Regions from separate parts of the Mus musculus genome. Here regions 1 and 2 are each linked to region 3. A link is a contact called in public promoter capture Hi-C data. All regions are on one chromosome and are shown on one strand. Each heading gives the region's core, a stretch centred on a gene start, on an enhancer-like site or on the middle of the called end of the contact. The rest is flanking DNA. Distances are from core to core; before and after follow the strand shown. Region 1 holds the start of Swsap1 (SWIM type zinc finger 7 associated protein 1). Region 2 holds the start of Angptl8 (angiopoietin-like 8). Region 3 holds the start of Atg4d (autophagy related 4D, cysteine peptidase).

Region 1 (2,700 bases), core at 52-2,551, 690 kb after region 3:
TTGCCACCAGCCCTGAAGATCTGTCATCCAGGGGCTGGCGAGATGGCTCAGCGGTTAAAAAACACTGACTGCTCTTCCAGAGGTCCTGAGTTCAATTCCCAGCAACCACATGGTGGCTCACAACCATCTACAATGGAATCTGATGATCTCTTCTGTCATGTAGGTGTACATGAAGACAGAGCACTCATATACATAAAATAAATAAATAAATCTTTTTTTAAAAATCTGTCATCCAGGGGACACACATGGTGGGGTAGAAAGAACTGCATCCCATCCCAGAAGTTGTCCTCAGAGTGCATGCACTCTGTGTCAATGGGAGTATATACACACTCACACCAACTAAATAAATGTAATCACCCCTCCCCCCATGGAGGGCAGAGTGCCTGCTCAGCATGGACAAAACCCCGAATTTCACCCCCAGCCTTGTATTAACTTATCATAGTGGCACAGGCTAAAATGTCTGGGACCCTACCAAAAAATAAAATTCCCCATATTCAACTATGCAGAGACAAGCAAACAGGTCTCTGTGAACTTTGCTTCGGTGACATCAGCAATTGTTCACACCAACGCATTACAATGATCACATGGAATCACAATATTCATTTTGCAGGTGGGCAAGCTAAAAGTCTGGTTATCATCATCATTATTATTATTTTTAAAGATAGGTGCTCATGTAACTCAGGCTGGTTGCAAACCTCAATATATATCTAAGGGAACCTACTTTTTTTTTTTTTTTTTTTTGAGACGGTTTCTCTAGACTGGCCTTGATCTTAAGAGATTCACCTGCCTCTGCCACTCAAGTACTGGAATTAAAGGTGCGCGACACCACCGACCGGCTTCTACTTTTTTTAATGTTTAGATTTATTTTTACATGAGTGTGTGTATAAGCGCGGGGCCATAAATATATGGGTGCCACGTGTCCGCGGAGTCCAGAAGAGGGCGTCGGATTCCCTCACACTGTACTTGTGCATGGCTGTGAATCACCTAGTAGATGGTGGGAACTGAACCCGGGTCTTTTGGAGGAGCAGCCAGTGCTCGTAACGACTGAGCCATTCTCTACAGCTCCGACCTAGAGCCTGGGCGTCTCTTTGGAGCACGTTTGGACCCTCGACCTTCCTTTCCTTTTAATCGATCACACGGCTTCTTGCAGCAATTCCCTCAAAGTACCCACTTCCTCCACGCTCCGTGTTTTGATCATTGGCTGACAGCTCCAGCGACGAACTTAGTCTGTGAACTATAGCCAATGAGGCCTCTGTGTGGGCGGGCCCAAGATGAGATATCGCTTTTGATTGGTCAGCGGCACTCAGCAAATGGCGGAGGCGCTGAGGCGGGTGCTGAATGCCGGCTGCGCGGCAAGGCCAGGAGAGGATGGCGCTGCCGGGCCGCCATTGCTGTTGCTCGGCGCTCCGCGCTCTGCGCAGACGTCGCTGCTGTTTGCAGCCGCCCTTGAGGCGGCAGGGGAAGGCCGCGGGTCCGTCCTCTTCGTGACGCGAAGGCCCCTTCAGAGCCTGCCGCTCAGTACACCCACAGCGCGAGAGCATTGGCGGCTCCAGGTAAACGGAGGGCTGGACCTGGCAATGCGTTACCCAATGGCGGGCTAGTTCGCGCCTGAGTGACAGTTCGATAGGCAAATGGCAGCGTGAATCGTAGATTCACAACTAAATCGTCATAAAGCGTCTGTGGAAGTGGTGGGTGGAAGAGGCGGAGTAGGGTCGTGGGACGGGACAGTGCGGGTTTAGTTAAGATGAAGTGAAAGACCGTCCTGTGGTCGGGCGGCATTGGTGAGCATGGGTGACAAACCAAAACAAACCACCAAAAACAACAACAAAAAAATACGGACTGGGATTAACTGAACAGAGAATTTACCTAACATGCGCGAAGCCCTGGGTTCTTTCTATCCCTTTAACCAGACTTGATAATATATGCCTGGGATTCAGTTCTCAGAAGTGTCAGGCCATCCTTGGCTACAAAACGCGTTTGCGATCATCCTGGGTCACATGAGGCCCTGTATTAAAGAAAAAAAATGTTTTTTCCTTAAATAATCTTGAGCAGTGACAACTGCTGGAGAAGGGCAGGTGACAAGGGTGAAGTATTTGAGCTGGTGCTTCATCCTGGAACTTTATATATGGACCATGAGAGCCTAGACCGGAAAGTATAGAAGTGAGGTAGCCATAATAGGGAGTTTTGACCTCCTATATTAAGTCTAGCCTTTTCCTATCTTCTAGAAGGTTCGTTTCCAGTACCCATCCTCAATTCAAGAGCTTCTCCAGCTGCTGGCCTCTGCCCATGAGGCCCCAGCACCGACCCCATCCCTTCTACTCCTGGACGGCCTGGAAGAATATCTCGCAGAGGATCCCAGTGCCCAGGAAGCCGCCTACTTGGCTGCATTGCTTCTGGATACTGCTGCCTTCTTTAGCCACCGTCTTGGAGCCAATGGCAGTTGTGGGCTTGTTGTGGCCCTTGAAACCCAGAAAGAAGCAGAGGCCGATGCCCCACATCTGCCATTACTTAAGCGATATTTTCCTGCACAGTGCTGGTTGCAGCCAGATGCCCTAGGCTTGGGACAGCATTGCTGCCTTCGAGCCAGCCTAGAGTTGGGCAAACTGAGCCCTAGGACAGAGTGGTCAGTGAGTTTCTTACCCTGTGGAGAGATGAAGGTCACCCCATGGCTTGCCCAGGCTTCTAAGCTCAGCCCAGAGA
Region 2 (2,700 bases), core at 87-2,586, 570 kb after region 3:
GAGGTCTGGAGAAGTGGCTCAGCAGTTAAGGGTACGCACTGCTCTTTGAGAGGATCCAAGTTCAGTTCACAGCACCCACTTCAGTCAGCTCCAGGGGGACCTGATGCCTCTGGCCTCTTTGGACATCTCTGTTCAACCCTGCCCCCCAACAATAAATAAATAATTAAAAACATAAGGTGGTCCCACCAGTAGCCAGGTGGCAGACTGGCCTCCCGCAGCCCACACTACCACCTTATTGGCTCCCTGGAGTTATCTATAGGGTCTGTCTTTCAGATACAAAGAGAACCGGAACCTGGTCTTGCCTCTTCTCCCCAGCTGTAAGTGCACAAGCCCCAACCCTGTAGGCCCCCTTAAGCTGTGTGATGGAGGCATCTGGCCTGCTAGCTCAGCCTCTGAAGCTCTGTACCAACAACCAGTAACAGCGAGTCTCCACACAGAACAGTGAGTGGGTCTCTGTGACAGAGTCCTGTGACTCTCGGTGTCAAGCTCATCGCGAATGACTAACTTCACGGCCATTTTCTGTGGTGCTAGCGATGGAATGCTGAGTGCCCCGAAAGCCTTCTACCTCTGAGCATCACCTCAGCTCTTGTTTTCTTGCCATAAGAGAGGATCTAGTTCTGTAGCCCAGGCTGGCCTTGAACTCATGTTCCTCCTACCGCAACCTCAGAGTGTAACGTTCTATTTGCAAGGGAAGCAAGGCTGTTCCTTTGAGTGCGCAAAGTGGATGTTCAACAAATGCTTAGTACTACTTGTGGGACGCCTAGGTAGAGAAAATGGGTTGCAGTACTTGCCCTGTGTGTTCTAGGAAGTTAAATCGAAGTTAGCACAGATCATAAACCATGCGGGGAGTCAGGCTCCATGATCTCAGAAGGAGGATGTCTGTCATGTCACTTTTTCGCCCCTCCTCCACAGCTATTGGCCACACCCAGTGACCCCTGCATTAGCTGTCTGCAGGAAGGAGACAAGGCTGGAGCCCCTGGATGGCCCTTTGGGTGGCCCAGCAATACTGGGCCTGCTGTGTTGGATGTGAAGGGAGCCACGTTCTACACTTAGATGGGAAACTGAGGCTCAAGGCAGTGATATGCTCATACAGACACTGGCGCTGAGAGCTCTGGTCTGAGCTTGCCCACTACCTCCAACCCCCACACACAGCTGGCCCTGAGTTCTAGCAGCGTGATATCAGCATGGCCTGCTTAGCCATCAGTCTGATGCAATGGCTGAGCCTCCGCCAGGCCCTTGTGCAACCATGGCCGGTTAACCATTGACCAGGGGGGTCAATGGCAGCCTATGGAAATAAAAGGCAGCCGCAGCGGCCCGGGAACCACACCCACGAAACTGTCAGCCATGGCTGTGCTTGCTCTCTGCCTCCTGTGGACCTTAGCATCAGCAGTGCGACCCGCTCCAGTGGCCCCTCTGGGTGGTCCAGAGCCAGCTCAATATGAAGAGCTGACCCTGCTCTTTCACGGGGCCCTGCAGCTAGGCCAGGCCCTCAATGGCGTGTACAGAGCCACAGAGGCTCGCCTGACAGAAGCTGGGCACAGCCTGGGCCTCTATGACAGAGCACTGGAATTCCTGGGGACAGAAGTCAGGCAGGGCCAGGATGCCACACAGGAGCTTCGCACCAGCCTGTCGGAGATTCAGGTGAGCACTGGAGCTGGGTGTTGGTGGCAGGTAAGAGTCTGAGGAAATGGTAAACCCAGAACAGAGGAAACATACCCTGATGACACACCATCCTTGAGCAGGTGGAAGAGGACGCTTTACACCTTCGAGCTGAAGCCACAGCCCGATCACTGGGGGAAGTGGCCCGGGCCCAGCAGGCTCTGCGGGACACTGTACGGAGACTACAAGTGCAGCTGAGAGGCGCCTGGCTCGGTCAAGCCCACCAAGAATTTGAGACCTTAAAGGTAAGGGACTCCCAGGTCTGAGAGGGGTATAGCCTGCTTCTCAGAAAGAGGCCACCACTGAATCCTGGGCTAGAGGACCCTCCAGTTGTATATGGGGTTCCAGCCTCAGTGACCTTCTGGAAGTGACCTTTGCAAGTAAGGGCAAGAAGCAGGCACAGCTGTGGTTCTAGAACTCCAGAGGCAGGGGCAGGAGAAATAGAAGGTTAAAGGCAGCCTTGGCTACAAAGTTAGGCCAGCTGACTACATGGTGATACCTTGTCTCAAAGAGAACAAGAGAAAGAACAATCCTAGCACTGGGAATAAAGGCAGGTGTGTGTGTGTGTGTGTGTGTGTGTGTGTGTGGGTGTGTGTGGGTGTGTGTGTGTGTGGAGTCCAAGGTGATTTCTGGCTAGGTAGACATCCGGGTTAAGCTTGGGGTACATGAAGCCCTGTCTCAAAATATGTAAATGAATGAATGAGTAAGGGACCAACAAGGTAGTTAGTTCAGCAGGTAAAGGCTGCCAAGCCCATGACCTGAGATGGATTCCCAGGACCCACGCAGTCCTGGTGCTATGTATCAAGAAACCAATCAATATTGTTTGATGTGCATCTACAAACTATACAGAGCAAGTCCCATTTTAGATATACTTTACAAACAGGGAAACTGAGGCCAGAGGGTCTTGGACATTTGCTGGGCCCCATGGATGGTAACAGAGAAACTTGCAGTGGTCAGGAGATGGGAGGTGACCCAGATCTCCCAGCTAAGGTTTATATACTACCCCACAGGCTCGAGCTGATAAGCAGAGCCACCTCTTAT
Region 3 (2,700 bases), core at 55-2,554:
CATTTGTAATGGATTCTGATGCCCTCTTCTGGTGTGTCTGAAGACAGCGACAGCGTTCTCATAAAAATAAAATAAATAAATAAATAAAAAAGATTCACTAAAAAAAATGCCAAAATCGTTTTCCTTTTTTTTTTTTTTAATTTATTTACTTATTATATGGAAGTACATTATAGCTGTCTTCAGACACTCCAGAAGAGGGAGTCAGATCTCGTTACGGATGGTTGTGAGCCACCATGTGGTTGCTGGGATTTGAACTCTGGACCTTCGGAAGAGCAGTTGGGTGCTCTTACCCACTGAGCCATCTCACCAGCCCTCGTTTTCCTTTTATAGTCTTACAGATAACTCCCTCAAATTTTGCTCAGGAGAAAACTGAGGCACTGAGAATCATGACCAATGGGGCACCAATGGGTCAGGGATAGTCACATCCCCAGGGTGACATCTGTTCTGGGTTGATAAACTCTGTTGTGTTCACAGTCTCTTTCGTTCTCATGAAGCTCAGGCTGGTTTCAAACGCCTTGCACAACAGAGGAGGGGCCTGTGCCCCTGCCTTTGCCTCAGAGACTTGGGTTTCATGCACCACTACACTCAGTTTCTGGGTTTCAGGGAATAGAACACAGGGCCTCACGTGTGCTAGGCCCTCTACCAACTCAGCTCCATCGCCAGTGTGCTCAGTCTTTGAGTACCCCAGCACTAAAGAAGCTGACGCAGGCGGGCAGCCATGAGTTGGAGGCCAGCCTGAGCTCCAGGGTGGGTTCTCTGCCTGGGCTCTCCAATTTCACTGCAGGTCGGGGCATGTGTTCTGGGCGTGAACGGAGCTCGTGTGCCTAAGCAGGACTTGAATAGTCGGAATGTATTCTCCTTAGGAGAGTCAGGTCTAAGTGAGAGCTTGTCTCAAAACATTGGAAAGGCCCTTCAGATGGCTCAGCGGATAAAGATGCGATAAAGGTGCTGGCTGTCTAGGAACCTGAGTTGGCTCTTACGAGATCTCCACAGGCACGACAAGCCCCATGTATCGCACCCAGAACATGGGACCTTCAATGCAGTGGAATTTGAGTGGCAGGGCGGGGAAATCTGCACTTTTGAGCGAGAGAAGGTCCGGCGTCCGCAGCTTGAGATGTCATTCAGAACAAGGGTGTGCAAGGCTTGAGAAAGGGCTGTAAATGGGCGTGGCTTCTCCGGCTCTGACCCATTGGTCTGAGATAAGGGCCCCCAGGGACGCGCTTGCGCCTGCGCGGTGAGATTAGGAGGGTGTGGTGAGTCCAAGGGAGGCGGACTGTACAGGGGCGTGGCTTGCTCGCTAGCCAAGCCCACCGTATCCGGGTGCTCTGGGCCACCAAGATGGCGCTGGCTGTGGGAGCCCGGGTATCCGCTGCGGCCAGAGCCGGACCCGGGAGCCCGGCTCTGAGTATAGAGTAACACTGTGCTGGCCGCGGGGCTGCTCCCGAGCGTTCGCAGTTCCCCGGACCTCGGGGACACCTGCGTCCTTCCTCTCCGGCGGGTCCATGAACTCCGTGTCGCCGGCTGCGGCGCAGTACCGCAGCGGGAGCTCGGAGGACGCGCGCCGGGCCGATTGTCGCCGGCCGAGGGGACAAACCCGTATCCCGGATCCTAGCAACCTGGGACCTTCGGGGTCCGGAGTGGCAGCTCTCGGTTCATCTGGGACAGACCCCGCCGAGCCCGACGAGGTGGACAAGTTCAAAGCCAAGTTCCTGACAGCCTGGAACAACGTCAAGTATGGTGAGGAGGGGGTGCACTGGTCAAGGGTGTCAGAGGGGTCAGAGCAAAAGAAACCAAACCTTTACCCTGTCCTGTGGATGAGCCCATCCAGGAGGAGTCACAAGCAGGTCCTCCGCCCTTCCCAGTCCTGGACGTGGGGCAGGTTAAATGGGAAAGGTTTTCAAGCTCCGCCCATTGCACCTGTTTGACCTTGGCCAAATACCTTGCTTTCCTGCGGTCTGTTTACTGCCCTCTGTAACATAGGTGCAATAGTATGAACAGAGTTAATAGATGTTGGTTCACACCTGTAATCCCAGCACTTGGGATGCTGAGGCAGGAGGTTTACCAAGAGTTCTAGGCTATCCTGGACTATATAATAAGTTCCAGGCTGACTTGAGCTCCTCATGAGACTGGGTCTCAAAAAATCGGAAAACAGGGGGCTGGAGAGACTGCTCAGCAGCCTTGGCTGTTCCTCCAGAGGAACAATTACCAGCACCCACATGGCAATTCACAATTGTCTGTAACTCCAGTTTCATGGGATCTAACACCCTCACACAGGTATACATGCAGGCAAAACACCAGTGGATATTTTAAAAAAAAATTGGAAAAAGGCTAGTGAGATGCCGCAGTAGTTAAAGGCATTTGTCACCAAGCTTAAGGACCTCAGCTCCAGCCTGGACCCCAATGGTGGAAGGAGAGCCCCCACTCCTGTCAATGTTCTATACTCCAGACCCAAACTGTGGTGCTTGCTTGTCCACATATATACACAAGCTCACATACACAAAATAAAAATGTGCTTTATAGATTTACAGCAAAACCCAACAGTCAGAATAGAACGGCCCTGGGTTGATAGTGGGTCCTTATGAAGATGTGACTAAGTCCCACCTGTGTTCCAGACAGATGTGGTGTGGCATGGATTTTGCAGAGCCGCCGCCCTGACATCTCAGCTAGGATCAGGCCCAGTTCAACACTGGGGAATGGAAG

What was found. Promoter capture Hi-C pulls out the DNA fragments that hold promoters and counts their contacts.
Region 1: a contact with region 3 is called in a promoter capture Hi-C map of erythroid cells, with 19 times the contacts expected there. The contact joins the promoter of Swsap1 here to the promoter of Atg4d in region 3. A contact is called at or near these places in 2 of 39 promoter capture datasets (erythroid cells and liver) and 1 of 9 other capture datasets (liver).
Region 2: a contact with region 3 is called in a promoter capture Hi-C map of liver, with 3 times the contacts expected there. The contact joins the promoter of Angptl8 here to the promoter of Atg4d in region 3. A contact is called at or near these places in 2 of 39 promoter capture datasets (both in liver), 2 of 484 Hi-C or Micro-C datasets (embryonic stem cells and liver) and 1 of 9 other capture datasets (embryonic stem cells).

The regions. Positions count from the first base shown.
Region 1 is chr9:21,954,452-21,957,151 of GRCm38.p6, forward strand. Swsap1 (SWIM type zinc finger 7 associated protein 1) reads left to right here and starts at 1,302. Exons shown (of 2, transcript NM_025870.1): 1 at 1,302-1,553; 2 at 2,226-2,700. The coding sequence starts at 1,311. It overlaps Gm45914 (predicted gene, 45914), which reads right to left and starts at 1,555. Exons shown (of 1, transcript NR_132099.1): 1 at 833-1,555.
Region 2 is chr9:21,834,174-21,836,873 of GRCm38.p6, forward strand. It overlaps Angptl8 (angiopoietin-like 8), which reads left to right and starts at 1,337. Exons shown (of 4, transcript NM_001080940.1): 1 at 1,337-1,641; 2 at 1,743-1,904; 3 at 2,670-2,700. The coding sequence starts at 1,345. All of the region lies in intron 14 of Dock6 (dedicator of cytokinesis 6), which reads right to left.
Region 3 is chr9:21,263,981-21,266,680 of GRCm38.p6, forward strand. Atg4d (autophagy related 4D, cysteine peptidase) reads left to right here and starts at 1,305. Exons shown (of 10, transcript NM_153583.10): 1 at 1,305-1,737. The coding sequence starts at 1,503.